2 separate regions of the Sus scrofa genome follow, and region 2 is linked to region 1. The links are chromatin contacts, called in public Hi-C maps. All regions are on one chromosome and are shown on one strand. Each heading gives the region's core, a stretch centred on a gene start, on an enhancer-like site or on the middle of the called end of the contact. The rest is flanking DNA. Distances are from core to core; before and after follow the strand shown. Region 1 holds the start of FEM1A (protein fem-1 homolog A). Region 2 holds the start of MYDGF (myeloid-derived growth factor).

Region 1 (6,811 bases), core at 544-3,043:
GGTGTAGGTCGCAGACTCAGCTCGGATCCTGCATTGCTGTAGCTCTGGCGAAGGCCAGTGGCTACAGCTCCGATTAGACCCCTAGCCTGGGAACCTCCATATGCTGCAGGAGCGGCCCTAGAAAAGTCAAAAAAAAAAAAAAAATGTCACAGCTGAGCAGAATCTTTGGAATTGGTCTCTAGACATGAGTCCACCTTCTCCCCCAATTACTGGCTTTTCTGAATAAATTACCTTGTCTTTCTACCAACACTTGCCCCTCGATTATTGCCTTCTGAGTGGTGAGCACCTGAATCCAAGTTCAATAGCATATGTTTATACATATACACATGTACACATAATATATATGTTATATGTGTCTATATATATATGTATATATATAAAGATATAACTCCCAATGGGATAAATCCTGCTGGGTTCTGTTTCTCTGGAGAATTCTAACATAGCCACCCAGGCTGCGGTATTTGTTACAACACACTGAACTGACTAAAACAGAGTATTTCTCAAGATTCATGAAGAACGGGGGTACCAGGGAGGGCACCCACTAAGTGGCCAAAGAATCATCCACGAAGACCTGAAGTCTCAGCTGAGACCTGAAGAAGGCCCAAGAGGCAGCCAAGTGAAGAGGGTATGGAACAGTGTTCCGAGCAGAGGGAATGACACACACAAGAGTGTGGAGGTGTAGAGAACAGTATGCATTTCTCAAACATTCCTGGAGGAAGGACCCCGTTCTTCATCCTTACCATAATTTCAGTAACCTTGGGGCACAGAGCAGCAAAATGGTGGCAAGAGTGTTAGGGAGAGGGTCTGACTTCAGGGGTGGGGTTCAGGCTTCACTGGAGGTGTCCACCCGTGCAGTCAACCGGAAGAGCCCCACACTTGGTTTAATGTTCTGCCATCCCTGTTGAGAAATTCTGAACTACTTTTAGACAAGAAGTTCAACATTTTCCTTTTGCACTGGGCCCTGCAAATTACATAGCCACTTCTGCCTGGGTTCAAATCCCAACCTTGCCATTTACTTGCCCTGTGCCCTTGGGCAAGTTACTGAAAATTTCAAAGCCCCCAACCCCAAATGATACGCACAATGATAGTGGAGAAGGGCTGAGGCAAATTAATTTAGATTTTGTATTGAGGATGTTGAGGGTTGAAGGAGAAAAACTAAAATTTTAACTGGGTATTAATGAGTGAGTAAATAAATATATGAGTATGTGAATGAGTGAGTGAATGAATAAATGAATGAATGAATAAGAAGGGGAGGAGCGCTAGACACCGACCCTTACGGCCACCTCTAGTCAGTCCCTGCTTCCCTAACATCCCCACCCCTCCTCACTTTCCTGTCTCTCCCGAGCGCCCCCTGCCGTTGCGCCGCTCAGCCTCGCCAAGCTCGAATCAGACCCCGCGCCTGGTTCTCGCTGCCGGTTGGCTCCGAGGCTGGCCTTTCGTGGAAAGTAGTCCTCTGCCCCGCGTCTACGTTTCCTATCGGCTCCGGTACTGTGACAGCCACAGGAAGTACGTAGCGAAACTTTCTCCAGGTCCCACAAGCCATCGCATAGCACTGCATGACGGGAGTCGTAGTCCTCGCCTCGCCTATTTCTGACACCATTCACTCAGGTTGGAACTACAATTCCCGCCATGCATCGTGTCCTCACGTCATCGCATCTGACCCTCGGCCTTCTGGGAGTAATAGTCTTAGCACATCACCGTTCCTTTTCTGTCCTACGGAGCGGGCTGGCTCAGAGGACTACACTTCCCAGCATGCTCCATTCGTCCTCGGCACCAGGCCACGACAGCCATTTTGTTCCGCCCGAAAAGCCCCTAAAATGGCGCCGGGGGAGACGGTGAAGGTTGCCGCCTGCCTGTCTGGGCTCTAGTCCGCCGTCACCCCGTGCCCTCTTCCCCCGGCGGCAGGCCCATGGCCTGGCGGAGGCCCGGACCATGGACCTCCATACCGCCGTGTACAATGCTGCCCGTGATGGCAAGCTGCAGCTGCTTCAGAAGCTGCTCAGCGGCCGGAGCCGGGAGGAGCTGGAGGAGCTGACGGGCGAGGTGGCCAGCGGGGGAACACCGCTGCTAATCGCCGCCCGCTACGGCCACTTGGACGTGGTCGAGTACCTGGTGGACCGGTGCGGCGCGAGCGTGGAAGCAGGCGGCTCGGTGCACTTCGATGGCGAGACCATCGAGGGCGCGCCGCCGCTGTGGGCCGCCTCTGCTGCGGGCCACCTGGACGTGGTGCGGAGCCTGCTGCGCCGCGGGGCCTCGGTGAACCGCACCACACGCACCAACTCGACGCCCTTGCGCGCCGCCTGCTTCGACGGGCACCTGGAGGTGGTGCGCTACTTGGTGGGCGAGCACCAGGCGGACCTGGAGGTGGCCAACCGGCACGGGCACACGTGCCTTATGATTTCCTGTTACAAGGGCCACCGCGAGATCGCCCGCTACCTGCTGGAGCAAGGCGCCCAGGTGAATCGGCGCAGCGCCAAAGGCAACACGGCCCTGCACGACTGTGCTGAGTCTGGCAGCCTGGAGATCTTGCAGCTGCTGCTCGGGTGCAACGCCCGCATGGAACGTGACGGCTACGGTATGACTCCGCTGCTGGCGGCCAGCGTGACGGGCCACACCAACATCGTGGAGTACCTTATCCAGGAGCAGCCTGCTGGGGAGGAGACCCGGCCAGGGCTGTCCCGAGAAGGCCCCACCGCCAGCCCGGCGTGCGTGCAGCCCCAGAGCCCCCGCTGCTGCAGCGCCTCCCCAGAGGAGCCGCTGAGCGGTGAATCTTCCGAGAGCTGCTGCCCCACCAGCCGGGAAGCTGCCGTTGAAGCCTTGGAATTGCTGGGAGCCACCTACGTGGATAAGAAGCGGGATCTGCTTGGGGCCCTGAAACACTGGAGACGGGCCATGGAGCTGCGTCACCAAGGGGGTGCGTATCTGCCCAAACCCGAGCCCCCGCAGCTGGTCCTGGCCTATGACTATTCCAGGGAGGTGAATACCGCTGAGGAGTTGGAGGCACTCATCACCGACCCGGATGAGATGCGCATGCAAGCCCTGTTGATCCGCGAGCGCATCCTGGGGCCCTCCCACCCGGACACTTCTTACTATATCCGTTACCGGGGCGCGGTGTACGCCGACTCAGGCAACTTCGAGCGCTGCATCCGCCTGTGGAAGTACGCCCTGGACATGCAGCAGAACAACCTGGAGCCTCTGAGTCCCATGACCGCCAGCAGCTTCCTCTCCTTTGCCGAACTCTTCTCCTACGTGCTTCAGGACCGCTCGGCCAAGGGTAGCCTGGGCACGCAGATCGGCTTTGCAGATCTCATGGGGGTGCTGTGCAAAGGGGTGCGGGAAGTGGAGCGGGCCCTGCAGCTGCCCAAGGAGCCCGGGGACTCGGCGCAGTTCACCAAGGCCCTGGCCATCATCCTCCACCTGCTCTATCTGCTGGAGAAAGTGGAGTGCACGCCCGACCAGGAGCACCTGAAGCACCAGACGGTCTACCGGCTGCTCAAGTGCGCCCCCCGCGGCAAGAACGGCTTCACTCCTCTGCACATGGCCGTGGACGCGGAGACCACGAACGTGGGCCGCTACCCGGTAGGCAGATTCCCCTCCCTCCAGGTGGTCAAGGTGCTGCTCGACTGCGGGGCTGACCCAGACAGCCGGGACTTTGACAACAACACCCCGCTGCACATCGCGGCACAGAACAACTGCCCGGGGATCATGAACGCCCTGATCGAAGCAGGAGCCCACATGGACGCCACCAACGCCTTCAAGAAGACGGCCTACGAGCTGCTGGACGAGAAACTGCTGGCTAAGAGCACCATTCAGCCCTTCAACTACGTCACCCTACAGTGCCTTGCAGCCCGCGCCCTGGACAAAAACAAGATTCCCTACAAGGGCTTCATCCCCGAGGAGCTGGAGGCCTTCATCGAGCTGCACTGAGGGGCTTCCGCGAGGAGACCCCGGGAGGGGCGGGGCCCAGTTTGTCCCCGCCCCCTCCTGGTGAGCACTTCCGGTGGCACAAAACAGGAGGAGGGCCTCCCGCCCGCACTGCCCTCTCACCTCTGCAGGGAGGAGGAGAGGAGTTAGCGAGCTGTTGGTGCTAGAAGCCTTCTGGATCACGTGCTCCGGGATCGGCCTTTCTCAAGAGCCCGCGCTTCCATCCTTAACCCGAGAAGACGCTCCACTTCCCACGCGTCCCATCTGCCTGGGTTTCGGAGATTTTTTTGCCTTCTGACCTGGAGGCAGAGGGATTGAAGCCATCGCCTTCCTCCCCCCAGCTGGAAACACAAGAAGCAGCTGAGATTTGGGTCAGTCCTCGGCCTCTTAAGTGGCCAGATAGACCCAGCCGCGGAATGCAGTGTTAAGACTGGGGGCCTCAAGGAAGAAAAGTGGGAGACCCGCTTTTTCGTGCACACTCGCACCTGCTTCCTCCGGCCCTGCTGTGGGTGGGGCTCTCTGCCCGGGACGGCCTGCCCCTTGCGTGGCTTTTGTGGTGTGGTGTTCTGTTTATTTGCTAAGCGGGGCAGGTTACACGTGTGGTGCAGGAGTCCTGAGGCTTTGCTGCCATACACTTTTTTTTTTTTTTTTTTAAGATTTCGGTTTGTCAGACTGAATGAGCTCATTTCATGCAGCGAGGGTTTTGTGGGGCCTGAGCTGGCCAAGGCCAGTAGGAGTAAGCTTTCTTGTGTGAAGAATTTGGTGAGGGAGGTGCCAGTCCAGGGTATCAGTCCCCAAAATGAGGGTGGCTGTCCCTTTGTCCAAACCTCACTCGGTTGCCTTTTTCTTGGGCCGCCCGACTTCCTGTCACAACTAGAAAGAGAAGTTATTTTTTCAAACGAGGAGCCGGGCCCTCGGTCCACTTCCCGCCCAGCCAGAGCTCACCTGGTGGGCTTGGGGTTTGGTTTTCACAGTTTCCGAGTTAAAACTGCAGGCCACGTCCACCTCCCAGATCACCCACGAGGGCATAGTGAGCATCCTGAGTGGCCATAGGCATTTTTTTTATTAGCAGCTTGAAGACCTGGATCCAGGTGTCCCCAAGAAAACTCCAAGTGCCCGGTTAACTCAGTAAGTCAGCCAGCTGAGAAGACGGTGAATGTCCAGAACAAGTTGTCAGCTGAGGTGGCACAAAATCGTGGTCTCCCCTCACTCAGGGGACAGAGTGCTCCTGCCAGAGGCTCCGCCCCGTGACATTCTCTGGGCAGTGGTCCTCCATTTGCCCTGTTCTTGGCATGTTCTTGGCCCATGTGGAGAGCAGTGAAGGAACTGGGAGCTGCTGCCCCCTTTCTGCTCAGGAGAAGTCTCCTCACCCCACATCTGTCCGCCCAGCTTCGTCTGGGGCAGCTACACAGAAGCCTCCAGAAGCCACAGTGGGTCCCTGGATGTTCCAGCCCACTGAGGGAACGCGGTCTCATTTGGATTTGCAGTGTTAGTTAGGACCTTCTTTATTTACATGACCAGGTTTTTGCCTTCCATCAAGGCGCAAAACTCCATCACTGTCGCTCCCGAAGCCCAGAATAAAGAGGCGTTTTAAGTGGCGAGTCTGGCGCTGGTGTTAAAACAACATCGTCGTTGAAAGGACGACACTGGGCGAGAGCTGCCTGGCAGTTCTGTCCTGGGGGCATGGGGGGGGAGGGGGGGAGGGGGGGCGGCCCTGAGTGTAGAAGATGCCCAGGAAGGACACTGGCTCCCGCTGCAGTTTGTTTCTGTCCTTTGGCTGAGTGCCAGATTTCTTCAAGAAAATAGATTACTGCAGGAAAAAACAAAACAAAACAAAACCCGCAAACCACTGGCTTAGTCAAAACCTTTGCTTTGTGGGAGGGCTGCCGCAGGAAAGAGGATGCCTTGAACCTCAGGAAAGGTTCAGGAAACCGAAGGACCCCTAAATCAGCCCTGCTTTGCCAAGACCCCAGGATAGAGCCCATGGACCCTGTGGCCCAAGAAGTCTGCATGAACTGGATGCATTTCCTGGGGCTCGCTCAGGCGTGGGAGGAAATTCCACCCTGCCCCTTCTCTTCCTCCTGCCATCTTTCCGGTTAAATTCTGGTTTTGTCCATATTAGCACAGTCCAGCCCCTCCCCTACAGCACCGCCCGGTAGATGGTCATTTATTTCCTGAGGGCCAGGCAGGGTCCAGGCACCCTTAGCAGGCAGGAGCAAGCCAATTATACCTGAGGTCTGTCACCTCCCCAGGTCCTCACCTCCTATGACAGTGGGGAGGCCATGCTGTGAGGACATTTCATTCACCCAGTAGCAAATTGGCCTGGAGGGTTCTCCCTCTCCTGGTTTCATTGGGGGGCTAACAATCCTTAACAGTTAACACCCCCTCAGCGGCGGTGTAAATACGGTTGTCGCCCCAAAGGAATGGGCTTTGAGCCAGCAGACTCGCTCCACAGCCTCCCAGGAGACACCATCAGCATTTATTGAGCCCTGACTGTAGGGTGGGCGCCGCTCTGTGCTGAGCCAGGCGCCCTTGCTCATTAATCACAACAGGCCTGTGAAATAAGTAGCATTCGCTCTCTCTTGCAAATGCGGAAAATGGAGACGATTAAGAGATTCCATTCTAGGAAAATTGCCAGAGTCACAAGGGACTTTGGCCTGAGACTCCAGGAAAAGCCATGTTAAAACAAAGCTGAGGCAGGTTTCTGGTGAGGGTTGGCCCAGCAGCTCAAAACTCTTAGGAATGACCTTGTTCCTATGGGGTCCTGAGGTGACAGCCATCAAAATACCATATGCCAGCCAAAGTCCTGAGGGTCACTTAGCCTGGAGCAATCATTGTAGCTCAGGAATGGGTGGTACTGCCTGGTTCACCCCAGGTTGGTTGCTAC
Region 2 (6,714 bases), core at 2,837-5,336, 140 kb before region 1:
TGACTCAGTCTCAGAAGCTAAATCAAAGTGTCAGTCATATTGCCTTCCCACCTGGAGCTTGGGGTCTTCTTCCAACTCATGTAGTGAGGCAGAATTCAGTTCCTTGGGGTTGTAGGACTGAAGCCCTCGTTTCCTTGCTGCCAACCAGAGGCTACACTCACCCCCTAGAGGCCACCACCTTCCTCCCACATGGTTCCTCAAAGCCAGCAATGGTGTACAATGTCCTGCTCATATTTCCAATATTACTTCCTCTTCTGCCACCAGCTGGAGGAAACAGCCAGCCAGGAAGTAGGGACCCCAGTTCCACACAAAAAAGAACTGAACTCTGCCAACAGTTTCAATGAGATTGGAAGAGGTTCTCCCCAGAGCCTGCAGATGAGATCCCACCCCAGCTGCCACCTTGATCTTGGGTTTATGAAGCATCCCGCTGAGCTGACTGGGACTTCTGATCTCCAGAACCATAAGATAATAAACAGGTGTTGTTTTAAGCTGCTCAGGCTGTGATGATTTGTTATCCAACACAGAAAACAAATACAATACCCCTCACAGAGGCCTGTGGGAATGGCAGATTCATGTCTCATACCCCTCCTTCTGTCCAGACTTTTGCTCACTCTGTGGAATTGAGTGGAATCTGCCATCCCTATTTAACTGAAGCACTCTCTTTTATTGATTAGGCAAGAATTGTCCAATATCCAGTGTCCCCTAGAAAGTATCTCTGTATGACAATGGGTATTGTACTAAACTACATGGAATTTTGAACAACTTACCTCATTCGTCCCTCCTTGGGATGCATAGGTGAACACACAGGTATATTTGTTCTGGAGAACGGAAGAGAAAAAAGTCTTAGTAGGAGATAATCATTAGCGCTGAAGGTGCAGGGTCTCAGGATGTCCCTCCAAGATCCCAAGTCAAGAAGAACCTGGGAATTCCTGTTGTGGTTCAGTGGTAATGAAACTAACGAGTATCCATGAGGATGCGGGTTCGATCCCTGGTCCTGCTCAGTGGGTTAAGGATCTGGTGTTGCTGGTAAGCTGCAGTGTAAGGTTGTAGAGGTGGCTTGGATCTGGCGTTGCTGTGGCTGTGGTGTCAGGCCGGCAGCTGCAGCTCCAATTCAACCCCTAGCCTGGAAACTCCCATATGCCACAGGTGTGGCCCTAAAAAGACAAAAAAAAAAAAAAAAAAAAGAGAGAGAGAGGATCCTGCTTTTGAGTATTGGCACTAAGGGGATGGAAGTGAAATCATATCCCTCTGGCTGATGTCCTCAGAGGCCAGCCCTGTGAAGCCTTCCAGTGTCTACAGACCTGGAACTCTCCCACCTGCCTCCCTACTTGTGAGCTCCTGGGTCAGGACATATAACCCACATGGCTTCTGGAGAATGTAAAACAGGAAGGGGCAGGTCACATTCCCTCCAGGATGTCTAAGAACAGGAACTTTGGAAGCAGGGACACCTGTTCCAAAGGTGGCTCATCTCTGCTCCACAGGAGGCCTTGGACAAGTGCAAAGCTTTCTGAGCCTTTGTTTTTCATGTGTAAAGTGGACCTACCATAAAGATTTTGACACAATATCTGGTCATAAGGAAGTACTCTGTAACTTCACTGTTACAGAGAAAAGGAGAATGGGAGTTCCCATTTAGGTCAGTGGTAACGAACCCGACTAGTAACCATGGGAATGTGGGTTCAGTTCCCGGCCTCGCTCGGTGGGATAAAGATCCGATGTTGCTGTGAGCTGTGGTGTAGGTTACAGATATGGCTCGGATCCTGTGCTGTGGCTGTGGTGCAGGTCAGAAGCTGCAGCTCCAACTGGACCCCTAGCCTGAAAATTTCCATATGCCGCAGGTGCAGCCCTTTAAAAAAAAAAAAAAAAAAAAAAAAAAAAAAAAAAAAAAAGGACCAAAAAAGAAGAAAAGGAGAATGGGAGAGGAAGCCACCTTTCCAACAAGTTGGGGATGGGCTAGCCTGGACCCAGGCCAGCTGCCTCCAAGTAAGGAGGGCCTGGCCCCACATTTCAGTGGAAAAGATGGGGGACCTGGTGCAATGGAAGGAAAGAGCAACATCTGTCCACTTCCTCCTTGGGCACAGCTGCAGCAAGATGACCTTCTGCAGGGTCTGGAGGCACATTCCCCTCAATCTCCAGTTCCCCTCTCCCCACTTCTGGGCAGGACAAGCCCTCCAACAGCTAGGGACACACCTGAGTCAGAGGAACAGGGCTGCTTAGGCACACTGGGCACACAAGAAGAGACAAGGACTGAGGCTAGTGACAAATTCCCCTCAAAGTCGCCAGCCCCCAGAAGCCCGCCTCCTATTAATTCAGTCCTGCCTCAGTGTAGACCTCACTACCACGTCCCGTCGCCCCTCCTCAGGCCCCGCCCCCGCCGGTGCGCTCCCCCTCAGGCCCCACCCCATCAGTCCAACCTTCCACCCCCTCTCCAGGATCCGCCCCACCGGTCCGCACCCCATCCCCAGACCCCGCTGTTACCGACACCATCCCTCCATCCCCCGGGGTGGTTGAGACACGTACCCCAGGGCCCACGTTCTGGGAGAAAGAATGAACTACGCCGCCGGGCCGCACGTCAAAGGCCACCGTCGTGGGCTCGGACACCGTCTCCGCCGGCCTCAGAGCAACAGCCGCCAAGAGCAGCGCGGCCCACAAGCTCGCGCCGCCGCCGCCATTCCTTCTTCCGCTGGGCGCCGCCATCTTGGGATCAGGTGCGCGGGGCAGGGACGGCGGACGGAGCGCCGCGAGGGACACGTAGGACGTCTACCAGAGGCCACGTCAGCGTCAGCGCGGCCGTGTGACCCCTCCGCTCCCATCGCCATCTTGGGGGCGAGGCTTGCAAGACCAGGGAGGGACCTGGAGTGGTTGGAATTGGATCCTGTGTTTGTACTCTGGGTCCAGTTTTCCTTCGCTAGGCAAGTGACCTTTCTTCTTTTCCAGTTAGTACATGTACAAGGAATGAAGGATGTAAAAGTTCACCACTGAAATTCAACCTTATCCATGTAGGCCGAATCAGGGAAATGGAAGGTCACCATTGGGCAAACGCATCATGATTGTTGTAGTCAAGACCTGTGGCTCAATGCTAAAAATTGGTGGGGGAAATGTATGGTGAGAAACAGCATATTTACATTGTCTCAAAATATTTCTCCCCAGGATACAGGATACGTATTAGTTACAAAGAGAGAAGTAGTAATTTTGCAGTGGAAACACCATCTTTATTTCAATGATTGTAGTCAGTGTTGTAAAAATGAGGCATCATGGAGCCGCTGATGGGATGCAGAGAAGGACGTTCTTAGTGGCCTCTCAATGGAATTCCTGTACAAAGTGCACGACCTCAATCTATTCCAAGCAAATATGAGAGGAACCCAGGTTGAGGGGAATTCTACCAAGATAACTGGCAATACTTAAGAAATGTCTTGAAAGACAAAGGCTGAGGAACCATCACAGGGTGAGGAGACCAAGACGTTGAAAGGCAATGTAGCATCCTGGATTGAATCATTTCCTTAGTCTGGGCTGTTGTAACATAGGCCGAGAAGCTGACTGGCTTAACTAAACAGTGCACATCAATTTCTCACAGTCCTGGAGGTTGTAAGTTCAAGATCAAGGCTCTGGCAGAATTGATGTCTGGAGAGAGCCCATTTGCTGGTTCACAGACTCCATATTGCTATGTCCTTACATTACGGAGGGATCAAGGGAGCTCTCTGGGGTCCCTATATAAGACCACTAATCCCATTCGTGAGGGCTCAATCCTCATGACCTAATCACCTCCCAAAGGCCCACCTCTTCATACCATCACACTAGATGTTAAGGTTCTCCATGAAGGAGTTCCCGTCATGGCACAGTGGAAACAAATCCAACTAGGAACCATGAGGTTGCGGGTTCAATCCCTGGCCTTGCTTGGGTTAAGGATCCAGCATTGCTGTGAGCTGTGGTGTAGGTCACAGACACAGCTCGGATCCTGCATTGGTGTGGCTGTGGCATAGGCTGGCAGCTACAGCTCCGATTGGACCCGTAGCCTGGGAACCTCCGTATGCCGCGGGTGTCACCCTAAAAAGCAAAATAAATAAATAAATATATTTAAAAAAAGGTTCAACATGAATTTGGAGGAGGGGAGACAGAAACCGTTGGTCCATAGCAGTCCTAGACCAGACAAGTGACATTAGAGGGAGAAATGCTAAATCTAAATAAGGTCTGTTGCCTTATTTGAGGCGTTTGCCTAAATATTTGATAATAGGATTGTATTCATGTAAATTTCCTGGCTTCAATAACCTGGCCTGTACCATGGCAATATACAATGTTCACATTAGGGTGAAGGGCATTAGGGGACTCCACTATTCCTGCAACTTTTCTGTTAAGCCTAAAATTATTTCAAAAAAAAAAAAAAAATCCTTACCTCAAGAAACTGTCAGGGGGATTAGCTGATGGACATTCAGGTGAAGCTCCTACAAGTGAGAACTCTAATTCTAGTGTTATTAGCATCAGATGCCAATGAAGAAATCCCAGACTTTTAACTATAGGAGAAATCTTTTGTTCTTCCTTCTTCCCACCCTCCCTCCCTTCCTCCCTTCTTTCATTCCTTCCCTCCCTCCCTTCCTTCTTTCCCAAATTGCTTAATATTTTGAGAAAACATCAGCGGCCAGGTCTGGAGTGTCTAGAATTAAGTTGATTGTCCTAGTCTTTCCTGACTTGAAAGATCAGAAGACAGAGAGAAAATGTCACAGGTAACTCCTACGCTGGGCTCTGTTGACTTTGTGAGGAACACAAATCTCCCTACCCCCCAGACACAGAGAATGAAGGTCAACTTCAGATTGGTTGTGAAGATCCTATAGGAGGTTGACTGTCTCCCAGGTAACCCTAGCCCCAGAATTCACGCCTTTCTACAGCAGCAGCCTGACCTAAATTGGGGCACCTGCTTATGTTAAGAATGGCTTCCTCCTTGCAACTGGCTTCTGTGGACCCATTAGGAATTGGCTCCCTAAGTTGGAGGACTGCTGGAGTTCCTGTTGTGGCTCAGTGGTAATGGACCCAACTAGTATCCTTGAGGACGCAGGTTTGATCCCTGGCCTTGCTCAGTGGGTTAAATATACTGCGTTGCTGTGGCTGTGTGTAGGCCAGCAGCTGCAGTTCCAATTCGACCCCTAGCCTGGGAACTTCCATATGGTGTGGGTATGGCCCTAAAAAAGGAAAAAAGGAGTTCCCATTGTGGTGCAGTGGTTAACGAATCCGACTAGGAACCATGAGGTTGTGGGTTCGGTCCCTGCCCTTGCTCAGTGGGTTAACGATCCGGTGTTGTCGCAAGCTGTGGTGTAGGTTGCAGATGCGGCTCGGATCCCACGTTGCTGCGGCTCTGGTGTAGGCCGGCAGCTACAGCTCCGATTCGACCCCTAGCCTGGGAACCTCCATATGCCACAGGAGCGGCCAAAGAAATAGCAAAAAGACAAAAGACAAAAAAAAAAAAAAAAAAAAAAAAAAAACCCACAAAAAAACAGGAGAGCTCTCGCTGTAGTGCAGTGGGTTAAGAATCTCATTGCAGTGGCTCAGGTTGCTGTGGAGGTGCGGGTTCAATCCCTGGCCGGGTACAGTGGATTAAAGGATCCAGTGTTGGTTGACACTCCCTGCACTATTTTTGCAACTTCTTATGTGTCTAAGTTAAGTTGATTTTTTTTCTGGCCAGGCCTATGGCATACAGAAGTTCCCAGACCAGGGATCAAACCCACGCCACAGCAGTGACAATGCTGGATCCTTAACCCCCTAGGCCACCAGGGAGTTCCATTAAAAAAAAAAAAAAAAAGAAAAAATATATATATATATATATATACACACACACACACACACACATGGAGTTCCCGTTGGGGCTCAGTGGTTAATCAACCTGACTAGCATCCATGAGGACTCGAGTTCGATCCCTGGCCTCGCTTAGTGGATTGAGGATCTGGTGCTGCTGTGAGCTGTGGTGTAGGTCACAGACATGGTTCGGATCATGCTGTGGCTGTGGCATAGGCTGGTGGTTACAGTTCCGATTCAACCCCTAGCCTGGGAATCTTCATATGCCGTGGGCACAGCCCTAAAAAGAGACAAAAAGACCAAAAAAAAAAAAAAAAAAGGTAGTTCCGTGGCTCACAAGTTAACAACCTAACTAGTATCTTTGAGGAGGTGGGTTCGATCCCTGGCCTCACTCAGTGGGTTAAGGATCTGGCATGGTGTAGGTCTCAGACGTGACTCAGATCCAGCTTTGCTGTGGCTGTGGTGTAGGCCTGCAGCTACAGCTCCAATTCGACCCTTAGCCTGGGAACTTTAATATGTTGTGCGGGCGTGGCCCTGAAGAAAAAAAACCTAAACATGTTCGAAAGGCAAATGGCAAACGGGGAAAATATCTGCAAACAATTTAACACAGGAGTTTATGTCACATGGGTTCTTGCCATTTAGGAAAGAGATGAACAGTTCTACTGGGAAAGGACTTGAGGTTGAACCCAGGTGACCTGAAACAGCAACTGGACCCTCTGGCAGATGAGCCCCCTGCTAGTGGTGGAGAAAACAAGTGGCCCTCTATCAACCTGAAAGAAACAAAGGCCTCCTAACCTGCCACCTCTGAGACTGACCTTGTGCTAGCAGACACTTATCCTTTTGTAGCTGCTCCCCTCCATCCCCCCATGTCCCTTCCCAGGCTTCCTTGTCGGGGTGGGAATACAACTGACTGAAGTTTGGCTCATGGATGCTGAG

What was found. Hi-C and Micro-C count contacts between places; a contact is called where the count stands out from the background.
Region 2: a Hi-C map of liver shows a contact between it and region 1, with 4 times the contacts expected there. The contact joins the promoter of MYDGF here to the promoter of FEM1A in region 1. A contact is called at or near these places in 1 of 5 promoter capture datasets (liver), 8 of 47 Hi-C or Micro-C datasets (alveolar macrophages, heart right ventricle, liver and 2 more) and 2 of 2 datasets of contacts at active chromatin or transcription factors (alveolar macrophages and skeletal muscle).

What each region holds. Positions count from the first base shown.
Region 1 is chr2:74,040,105-74,046,915 of Sscrofa11.1, reverse strand. It overlaps FEM1A (protein fem-1 homolog A), which reads left to right and starts at 1,793. Exons shown (of 1, transcript XM_021084041.1): 1 at 1,793-5,525. The coding sequence starts at 1,933. The coding sequence ends at 3,927.
Region 2 is chr2:74,182,414-74,189,127 of Sscrofa11.1, reverse strand. MYDGF (myeloid-derived growth factor) reads right to left here and starts at 4,086. Exons shown (of 6, transcript XM_021084047.1): 1 at 2,518-4,086; 2 at 768-818. The coding sequence starts at 2,694.